Regions from separate parts of the Sus scrofa genome. Here regions 1 and 2 are each linked to region 3. The links are chromatin contacts, called in public HiChIP or PLAC-seq maps. All regions are on one chromosome and are shown on one strand. Each heading gives the region's core, a stretch centred on a gene start, on an enhancer-like site or on the middle of the called end of the contact. The rest is flanking DNA. Distances are from core to core; before and after follow the strand shown. Region 1 overlaps KIAA2012. Region 2 has its middle 16 kb from the start of FZD7. Region 3 overlaps CDK15 (cyclin-dependent kinase 15).

The links. HiChIP or PLAC-seq counts read pairs in DNA pulled down with a chosen protein or histone mark.
Region 1: a contact with region 3 is called in an H3K27ac HiChIP or PLAC-seq map of skeletal muscle. The contact joins two enhancer-like sites. A contact is called at or near these places in 1 of 47 Hi-C or Micro-C datasets (embryonic fibroblasts) and 1 of 2 datasets of contacts at active chromatin or transcription factors (skeletal muscle).
Region 2: an H3K27ac HiChIP or PLAC-seq map of skeletal muscle shows a contact between it and region 3. The contact joins two enhancer-like sites. A contact is called at or near these places in 3 of 47 Hi-C or Micro-C datasets (embryonic fibroblasts and skeletal muscle) and 1 of 2 datasets of contacts at active chromatin or transcription factors (skeletal muscle).

What each region holds. Positions count from the first base shown.
Region 1 is chr15:105,742,413-105,745,374 of Sscrofa11.1, forward strand. The region is part of intron 13 of KIAA2012; the gene reads left to right. Among named protein-coding and RNA genes, the nearest start is that of KIAA2012, 63 kb to the left of the region's middle. Within about 2 kb of position 1,484, at least 31 of the 83 cell types and tissues checked have an H3K27ac peak or open chromatin away from gene starts, as enhancers often do. A contact at or near this core is called in skeletal muscle, where this site is marked.
Region 2 is chr15:105,658,802-105,661,751 of Sscrofa11.1, forward strand. No RefSeq gene overlaps it. Among named protein-coding and RNA genes, the nearest start is that of FZD7, 16 kb to the left of the region's middle. Within about 2 kb of position 1,375, at least 4 of the 83 cell types and tissues checked have an H3K27ac peak or open chromatin away from gene starts, as enhancers often do. A contact at or near this core is called in skeletal muscle, where this site is marked.
Region 3 is chr15:105,492,693-105,495,929 of Sscrofa11.1, forward strand. All of the region lies in intron 12 of CDK15 (cyclin-dependent kinase 15), which reads left to right. Among named protein-coding and RNA genes, the nearest start is that of CDK15, 93 kb to the left of the region's middle. Within about 2 kb of position 1,444, at least 4 of the 83 cell types and tissues checked have an H3K27ac peak or open chromatin away from gene starts, as enhancers often do. A contact at or near this core is called in skeletal muscle, where this site is marked.

The sequences.
Region 1 (2,962 bases), core at 234-2,733, 250 kb after region 3:
ATACCTCCTATACCCTAAACACTCCAAATTCACACAGCCTCATGGTTGTATTTTAAGAGACCTCATATCACCTGCAATGAAAGAGTGGCTCCGTCATGTCAAATTAAGTCCTAGACTGAATTATTACCCTTGCAGTCAAAAACAGGACCACTAGACCGAGGGTCCTAAACTCTAGTCTCCTCATTTCCCCTGTGAGGCTGCACAAACCAGCTCGCTCTGAGAATTGCCTGTGCCTGGGAGTTCCCATCTGGGTGCAGTGAAAACGAATCCCACCTAGGAACCATGAGGTGGCAGGTTCGATCCCTGGCCTTGCTCAGTGGGTGAAGGATCCCACATTGTGGTGAGCTGTGGTGTAAGTCAAAGATGCGGCTGGGATCTGGCCTTACTGTGGCTGTGGTGTAGGCCAGCAGCTGTAGCTCCGATTAGACCCCTAGCCTGGGAACCTCCATATGCCATGGGTGTGACCCTAAAAAGCAAAAAAAAAAAAAAAAGAGAGAGAGAGAGAGAATTGCCTGTGCCTCCTTTGTGAGAGGAGGGGGCTGTTCCCACCAGAACCAGCTGATTTGTTCAAGCAAGTTTTATTTCCTTTAGAAGTAGCCCCCTGTGAGTCCCCCTGTGAGTCCCCCTGTGGCACAGTGGGTTAAGGATCCCGCGTTGTCACTGCAGTTGCTGGCGTTTTGCCGCTGCGCGGGTGGGAATCCCCAGCCGCGGAACTGCCACATGCCTCTGGCCCGGCCAAAGGAAAAAGGAAAAAAAAGAAGACGCCCCACTAAAGGAAAGTTATTTGAGGAAAAGTCTCGGACGCCCCACTAGCCCCCAAACGCGAAGAAAATGAGGGTGGGGCGCCTTAGGGGAGGGGAGTGTCTTCTGCGCCTCCCCCACCCCCGTACTTTTGGAGGCTAATGGCTCTTTATTAATCACTTCAATTTTAACTACTTCCTCAACCTACTCTATGTAAATGACTAATTTCATGTTTACTATAAATCATCTGGAAAAGATTTAGAGACAAATTTCTGCCCAGCAGATTTCGGTTACGTACCTTGATGAGCCACTGGCAAATTCAGTGAATCCCTCCCTCTGTCGCCTTTCCACTCTGCGGCAGGCTAGGGGGTCACACAAAATTGATCTCTATCAGCATCAGGGGTTTCTGCTCGCCTGGCCTTTAACTGCCCCCTAATTCACCCCCTCCCTCCCTTCCCTGGGGTCGGACCACATTAGGAGTTTAGTCACAAAATACTTTTACTTTTTTTTTTTTATCAGTGTGTTAGCTTCGAGTGAAAACACAAAACCAAAATAGCAACTACCCCCCACCAAGGGTGGACTATTTTGGCATCACCACGCTTTCACGAGAAGTCACATACCTCGATTTGGAAAGCAATTTCTGACGGGCGGGTGAGAGTGAAAGCCAGCGGGTGCTTTGCAGACGTGACCGGGTTCCCGGATTTACCCAGTTCTGGAGGCTGCCTCTGGTGCCCCCTACTGGTTGGAGTTTTTAAACCCTCGGCTGTGCGTTTCCCGAGCCGCGGTCCGCGCCGGGGCCGCGAGCAGGAGGGATCCCGTCTTCCGCCTCCGGCACGCGGGCGGGCAACCGGTGGGACTCGCCGCCGAGGCACCTCCTCCACCCCTGGTGGAGAATGCGGACCTGGGCGGTAAAACCAAAACCAGAAATGAGTAGCGACTGGCGACAACGTCCTAGGAGTCGCAGGAGGGGGTTGAGTTGGGGAAAGAGGGGGAAGAAACCTACTAGGAGAAACGAGGAGATGAAAAGAGAAATGAAAAAAGAAAAAGGAGACAAGCAGACGTGTTTCAACTCCAAGCTCCCATTTCCTCTTTCAAATGAACTGCCTCCCCACTGTGAACAGAATCAAGTATTTATGAAGGCATTTTTTGCATATTAATAGCTGCATGTGGAGCTTTGCCAGTTCTGAAGTCCTAAAGGTATGGTGCCCTTTTTTGAATGCAGGTCCTCCACGCTCCTCACAGAATTTGGTATTCTCCTTCACATAGATTTTCCTTTTTGCCTTGTGGCTCCTCCTAAGGTCTTTCATTTGATTAAGGGAAATTAGTTCCCGGGATACGGTCAGAGTCCAAGCCCTGCTCTTAGCTCGGTGGCTGACATCAATCACTAGAGAAGCTTTTCCTCTTCCCCAGGGCCTCTCTATGTAGAGGCCAAAGGTTGCGTGAGGTTACTAGCACCTAAAAAGAGCATTAAAATTGTAAATGAAAATTCCAGCAGGAGTGTTAATATATCTATCGTGAGTGAGGAGAAAGTAAAACTTTTAAAAAAGGAAGAAAAATAATTGCATTAACTGCAACAGCATGACTAGCTATGCTCGGTAAAGATTATGAGCGATTTTAAAAGGAAAACATTGAAAACCAGTTAGAAAAAGAAGCAGGAGACATAAACAATTCATGTCAAAAATAATAGAGAACAAACAAGATTCATCCTGAATAGCAAATTTTTTGTCTGAGTAGCAGTTTAAATTGAGGCAAACTGAAAAAATAAATAAATAAATAAATTGAGGCAAACTGGAGGTGCCATTTTTATTTGAGATTTGAGATTTGTGCCTTCTCTCACCTTTTTTTTAATGGTAACACTCAGTACTGCTGAGGTATTGGTAAAACTGATACACTTAACACACTTCCAATGGGTTGTAGTTTGGTTCAATTCGCTTGTAAATCAAAATGGCAGTATGACTTGTGAAACATGGAAAATTTTCATATCCATTGATTCAGTATTTCTGACTTCTGGGGATTTATCCTAAGGAAATAGCTGAGCAGAAAAAAAAAAAAAAATGGGTGAAGGTGGCCATTGCAGCACTATCTGTAATACAAAAAAATTGGAAACAGCCAGAGACGTTATTAAATTAATTGTGTGGGATTTAATTCAGGCATTAAAAAATAATGTTTGTTTTTCCTAGAAGCTTTGATTTAATACAAAAGGTTTAACACAGAGTTTTTC
Region 2 (2,950 bases), core at 125-2,624, 170 kb after region 3:
GCTGGTCTGTGTACGCTTGCCCTACATACTCATGAATCATATGAATTTTTTTTTTTAGCTGTAGTTGATTTACAATTTTTGGTTCATTTCAGGTGTACAGCAAAGTGTTTCCATTATTTTTCAGCTTATATTCCATAATAAGTTATGATAAGATATTGAGTATGATTCCCTGTGCTATACAGTAAATCCCTGTTGCTTATCTATTGGGAATTCTTTTTTTTTTTTTTTGGCTTTTTAGGGCCGCACCCGAGGCATATGTACGTTCCCAGGTTAGGGGTTGAATGGGAGCTGCAGCTGCCACTCTATACCACAGCCACAGCAAAGCTAGATCCAAGCCGCGTCTGCAACCTACACCACAGCTCACGGCAACGCTGGATCCTTAACCCACAGAGCAAGGCCAGGGATCAAATCCACAACCCTATGGTTCCTAGTCAGATTCATTTCCACTGTGCCATGACAGGAACTCCTGGAATTCATTTTTTGATGAAAAGGAAAAATTTGTAGTTATTTTGACCATCAAAAGCTAATCAGGCCCCTAACTGGATGCACTGTAGTTCTTTTGCTCCCTGCAAAAATGGACGGGAATGTAGATCAGAAGAAAATCAGAGCAGAGACCTAAATGTCTCCATCATCACCCTGGGACACCCCTGCATCACCCTGGAACAACTAAAGGAATTCCAAGAAGAAGGGACACTACTGGACTGAAAAAAAAAAAAAAATGTCGGGGTTCCCATCGTGGCTCAGTGGTTAACGAATCCGATTAGGAACCATGAGGTTGCCGGTTCGATCCCTGGCCTTGCTCAGTGGGTTAAGGATTCAGTGTTGTCATGAGCTGTGGCATAGGTCGCAGATGCGGCTCGGATCCTGTGTTGCTGTGGCTCTGGCATAGGCCGGCAGCTACAGCTCCAATTAGACCCCTAGCCTGGGAACTTCTGTGTGCCGTGGGAGGGGCCCTAGAAAAGACAAAAAAAAAAAAAAAAAGAAAAAAGAAAAAAAAAGTCAAGCAAGGTTGTTAAGTATTATTAGTGCCTATGCAGTGATGTGTCTTCTATTTAGTCTCCAGTGCCCAGCATAATACCCAGTACTTAGAGATGCTCAGGGTACTGGGTTGGATAATGTCCCCCCAGAGTCATGTCCTTTCCGGAACATCAGAATGTGACCTTATTTGCAAATGGGGTCGTTGAGATGGAGTTAACTGAGTTAGGATGAGGTTATACTGGAGTACGGTGAGCCCTTAATCCAATATGACCGTTGTCCTTTCATGAAGAAGAAGAGAGACAGATGGAGAGACTGTCATGACAAAACCAGTGACTGGAGAGCTGTGTCTACAAGACAAGTGCCAAGGATCGCTGGCAACCACCAGGAGCTGGAAGAGGCAAGGAAGCTCCCTCCCGTGGAGACCAGAGAGCATGGTTCTGCTGACATGTCATTTCAGACTTCTACCCTCCAGAACTGTGAGAGAATAAACTTCTGTTGTTTTAAGCCACATATTTTGTGGGTTTTTGTTACGGCCGCCCTGGGAAATTAGTACATTCAGTGAATGTTGTTGGATCAATAAATAAAAGAATGAATGAATGGATCATATATGTGGAAGACTATCCTGAGCAAAATAAAATATTGGCACCCTTGGAAATATGATTTATAGGTTATCAAGAAAAGTCCATTTCTCCTGCTCCATAACCCCATAACTAGATAGAGCTGAACATATAGTTGGAACTCTAAGCAGCAGCTGGGTTTTTTTCTAATTTTTTTTCTTTTTAGGGCCATACCCTCTGCATATGGAAGTTCCCAGGCTACAGGACCAATCAGAGCTGTAGCTAAAGGCCTACGCCACAGCCACAGCAGTGCGGGATTCAAGCTGCATCTGCAACCTATGCTACAGCTTGTGGCAACGCCAGATCCTTAACCCACTGAGCAAGGCCAGGGATCGAACCCACATCCTTATGGAGACAACATTAGGTCCTTAACCCACTGGGCCACAATGGGAACTCCCTCAAAAGTACTAGTTTTGCTATGGACTGGCTACAATTCCTCACTATAGCTAGAGAATAAAACTAAGAACCGAGAGGTTTTCTCGAGGAATCATAGACCCTTTTGAAAATCTGATGGAAACTATAGGCTCAGTCCCCCACAAAATGCATATATGGTCAAAAATGCCCAAGACTGCAGACTATTTCCTCCAAACCCACTGAACCAAGATTAAGAACTCCTGAATTAGAGGATACAGGTAGAATATTTAGCATTTTTCTCCAATTCTTTGGACACACTGAAAACAGAGAAAGGCAACAGAGTTGTATCTCCTTTTTAAAAGACTTTGCCTAGGAGTTCCCATCGTGGTTCAGTGGTTAACGAATCCGACTAGCATCCATTAGGTTGCAGGTTCGATCCCTGACCTTGCTCAGTGGGTTAAGGATCCAGTGTTGCCTCGAACTATGGCATAGGCTGCAGACACAGCTTGGATCTTGAGTTGCTGTGGCTGTGGTGTAGACCAGCAGCTACAGCTCAGATTTGACCCCTAGCCTGGGAACTTCCATATGCCACGTGTGCAGCCTTAAAAGGACAAAAAATAAAATAAAAAATAAAAGAAGACTTTGCCCAATCACAAGGCCCCCATCATTTAGAATGGGCTTCAGTGGCTCATGGAAGAGTAAAGACAGGTTACAGAAGAGCAACCCAGCCTGGAAATGTAGAGACCTGAATTCTAAATCCATCCTCACCATTTAACTCTTCTTTCTCTCTTCTGTTCACACCCAGCCCCAGTAAAATGTGGATGTTTTGGGGGTCAGAGGACAGGTTAATGAGATAATGCTGGTAAAGCACTTTGCCCCGGGAAAGGTTCCTATGTAAACATGAGATATTATTAGACATTATCTAACTTCAGCTTTGCCAGCATTGACCCAGCCAGCAGTGAGTTCTCTTTCTTATCTACTGTTTGGCCAAATTGGGTTCT
Region 3 (3,237 bases), core at 194-2,693:
CTTGCAGGAGCCTGCCTGTGCTGGGGGGGAGACGAGGAGTGCTCACAGCAGGAGGGAAGTTGACTTTTCTTTATACATATAGGGGTTTTTCCATGCAGAGTTTAAATTATGCCTGATAAAAGGAGTTTCGTGGATGTTTCAGTTCTTTCAAATTCTCCTGGCTTCCTCCCAATTAAATGAGGTTTGTCAAAGCCACAGGGCTCTGCTGCTGCTGCCTCGGCCGACAAGCACTTCCTGCAGCGACATCTCGAATCCCCGAGGGAGAAGATGAAAGGGCCAGCGCCAAGAGACAGGGGAAGGGGGGCAGATCGAGTGTGTGTGTATGTGTGTGTGTGTGTGTGTGTGTGTGTGTGTGTGTGTGTGTGTGTGTGTGAGGGGCGGGGGCAGAAATGGCAGAAGTGGGTTGAGAGACAGATCGACAGATAGGACATGGACAAGAAGACAGGGAAAACAAAGCTACCAGGAAAATTGAAAGGAAAAACAGAGGAAGACAGAGCAGCCACCAGGGCCAGTTTGTGCGCCTTGAGAACAGTGGCCCTCATCAAGACCATGGATTTTAAGGATGCACTCCCTTAGCCTGGCAGTGCCAGCTGTTTTTCCATCATCTGTGGCCATGAGCCTTTATTGAGAGCCTCCTTTGCAGACTGGGAGCGCCAGCCGTTATCACACTTCCCAACCCGCAGGGACACAGACTCGGGGTGGCTGCCCAGAAACAAGAATTGTGCAAAAATAAGACATGCTCTTGTGAGTGGTTTGTAAAGAGAGTTTCCCTGGCATAATGATGCAAGAAATTTTCCTCTCTGGCGGCAGCCTGGAATCACTTAGGGAGTTATATTTGTATCATTTTTATTATTCTGGTTTTATTCTGGTTTCAGGATAACAAAGTTGTCACTTTAAAATATATTCTGTTTCCCCTTTGATCTGGGAGATGCCAGCTCTTATTGTCTGCCCTCTGACGAAGACAATTTAAGCATGAAACTTGAGGCTAGGAACCGTGTGAAGAGGGGAAGGACAGCCTAAATGCCAGTGGAAGCGTGGCGCAGAGTCCCCCAAAATGCAGGGGTCACTCTCATCCATCCGTGTCCGTTTTCACGAAGTCGAGAGGTCCCTAGGTTGTGGTCGGAAGCTGATGGCCAGAGGAACCCAGGGGATCACTTGCCATGAAAATCCAGGAATTTTAGGCTTAGTTCCCTCCGAGTGCATTCTTAAGTGGAGAAGCATGCATGCTAGAATGGCAAGCATGTGGGAATTTCTGCCAAGCGCTGACATTTTCCCTTATTGACTCTTGAACACCTGAAGAAACATTTGTTGAAGGAGAAATTATGGGTAGTCTCTCTGAAAACACCCCCAGCAGCAAGCTAATTGCTTTTGCAGATGGCCGGAGAGACGCTCTACCCACTCAGTCATCAGCTTACGGCCACACTTGTGGTCCTCATGGCTGAGCCAGCAGAGCCGGACGTCAGCTGGGGCAGCTAGGACCTAAAATTAGGCCCTTGGCAGCTCTCTAATCTTAGCTGCAGGTTCAGCTTCTTCGTTTAATTCCCTTTGCCCTCAGCATGAACTTGGGCTCAGGGAAAGGAACGCTGCTTAATGACTCAGGAGTGGGGGGAGCAGAAGATCATTAAGCTGCCCCTTCTAGAGGCTGGCCCCACCCCATTCTTGCAGGGAGCCTTCCACATGTTACCCTTGGAAAGTGAAAACTGATTTTGGAACCTAGCCATTTTGAACCACAGACACTGATCCACAAAAGTAGTTTTTTTATCTTGGGCAGTAAATGCCACGTGATTTAAGAGTCTGGTCCTTAAGCCCTGGTCCTTGATGGAAACGACATCAAAGGCTGTCTCTCTCTGTGCGTTGGTCCCATTTTGCTTTGCAAATCCCAGGCTTGAGTCTCTCCCATTCCTTCCTGGACTAAATCCCCCTTCTCCTTTAAGTTAAGTTTCAGCATCTTAAAAAAAAAAAAATTCCTGAAACTTAAAAGCTTGCAATTGTTTCACAAGTAATTTTGCAAAAGCAATTTACCAGAGTCCTTCCTGTCATCATAGACTTCGGTCCCTGTAGGGATGGAAGAAGACATGGCATTTATCACTACCCTTTATCACACAACCCTAGTATCTGTACTCTGGTAGTCTCAGCAGATTTTATTCACAGGGCCCCATTAAAATCTGAGCAGTTTTTTTGCTCCCATAAAAGAACTTCAGGCCTTCTTTTCGATATTATCTCTTTAATACACTTGAAGATCTCTTGATATCACTTTCCAAAGCTTTCTTCTCTAAGTTCCTTTGACCTCCCCCCCAACCACCCACACACCCAATATCGATTCTTTTTCTTTTACCTTTTAATTATTTTGTTTCCTTATTCTACTCTGAACCTATTCCAGTTCTTTGGCTTATCGCTGAGACTACGGGCCCATCCTAGACTCAGGTTTCTAATGTAGTGGGAGAATTGAGTTCAGTTCATTCATGGAAGATTTATTGAGGGTCTCTCAGATATGAGATTGAGGGGTACAAAAATGAATTAGGCATGGACTCTGTCCTCAAAGAGCTTACAGTCCTTAAGGCAGTGAGTCAAGTATATAAACAGCTGCAGACCTAGTGTGAAGTGCTCTGGGAGGTCAAAGGAGGTGAGATTCAACTCCAGCTGTGGGGGTCCAGTTTGGCTTTGTGAGTGAGTCTTGAAAGATGATGGGGTCTGGATGGTTAAGGAGGCAAGATCTCCAGTGAGAGGAAGGCCGTCCTCTTCTTAATGCCATTATCATCTGAAGGTGTCTTTTTAATAATAATAGGACAATCCTCACTCAGGTTTCTTTCTTTCTTTTTTTTTTTTTTTTGTTTTTTCCTATGGCTATTCCCGTGGCATATGGAAATTCCCAAGCTAGGAGTCGAATCGGAGCTGCAGCTTCTGGCTTAACACCACAGCCATAGCAACGCAGAGCCGTGTCTGCGACCTACACCACAGCTCACGGCAAGGCTGAATCCTTAACCCACTGAGCAAGACCAGGGATCGAACCTGAATCCTCATGGATACTGGTTGGGGTCTTAACCCACTGAGCCATGATGGGAACCCCCTGACTCATATTTCATCCTAGGCTTTACTCTTTATCATCATATGTCTTCTGGCAATGATTTAAACATTCTTAACCTGTTCTAGCAAAGCTCAGTTTAGCTCTTTGTATGCTGATTTCAAATCTACTCTGTTTATTGTTTTTATTGTCTAGTCTATTCAAAGTTTAGTCAG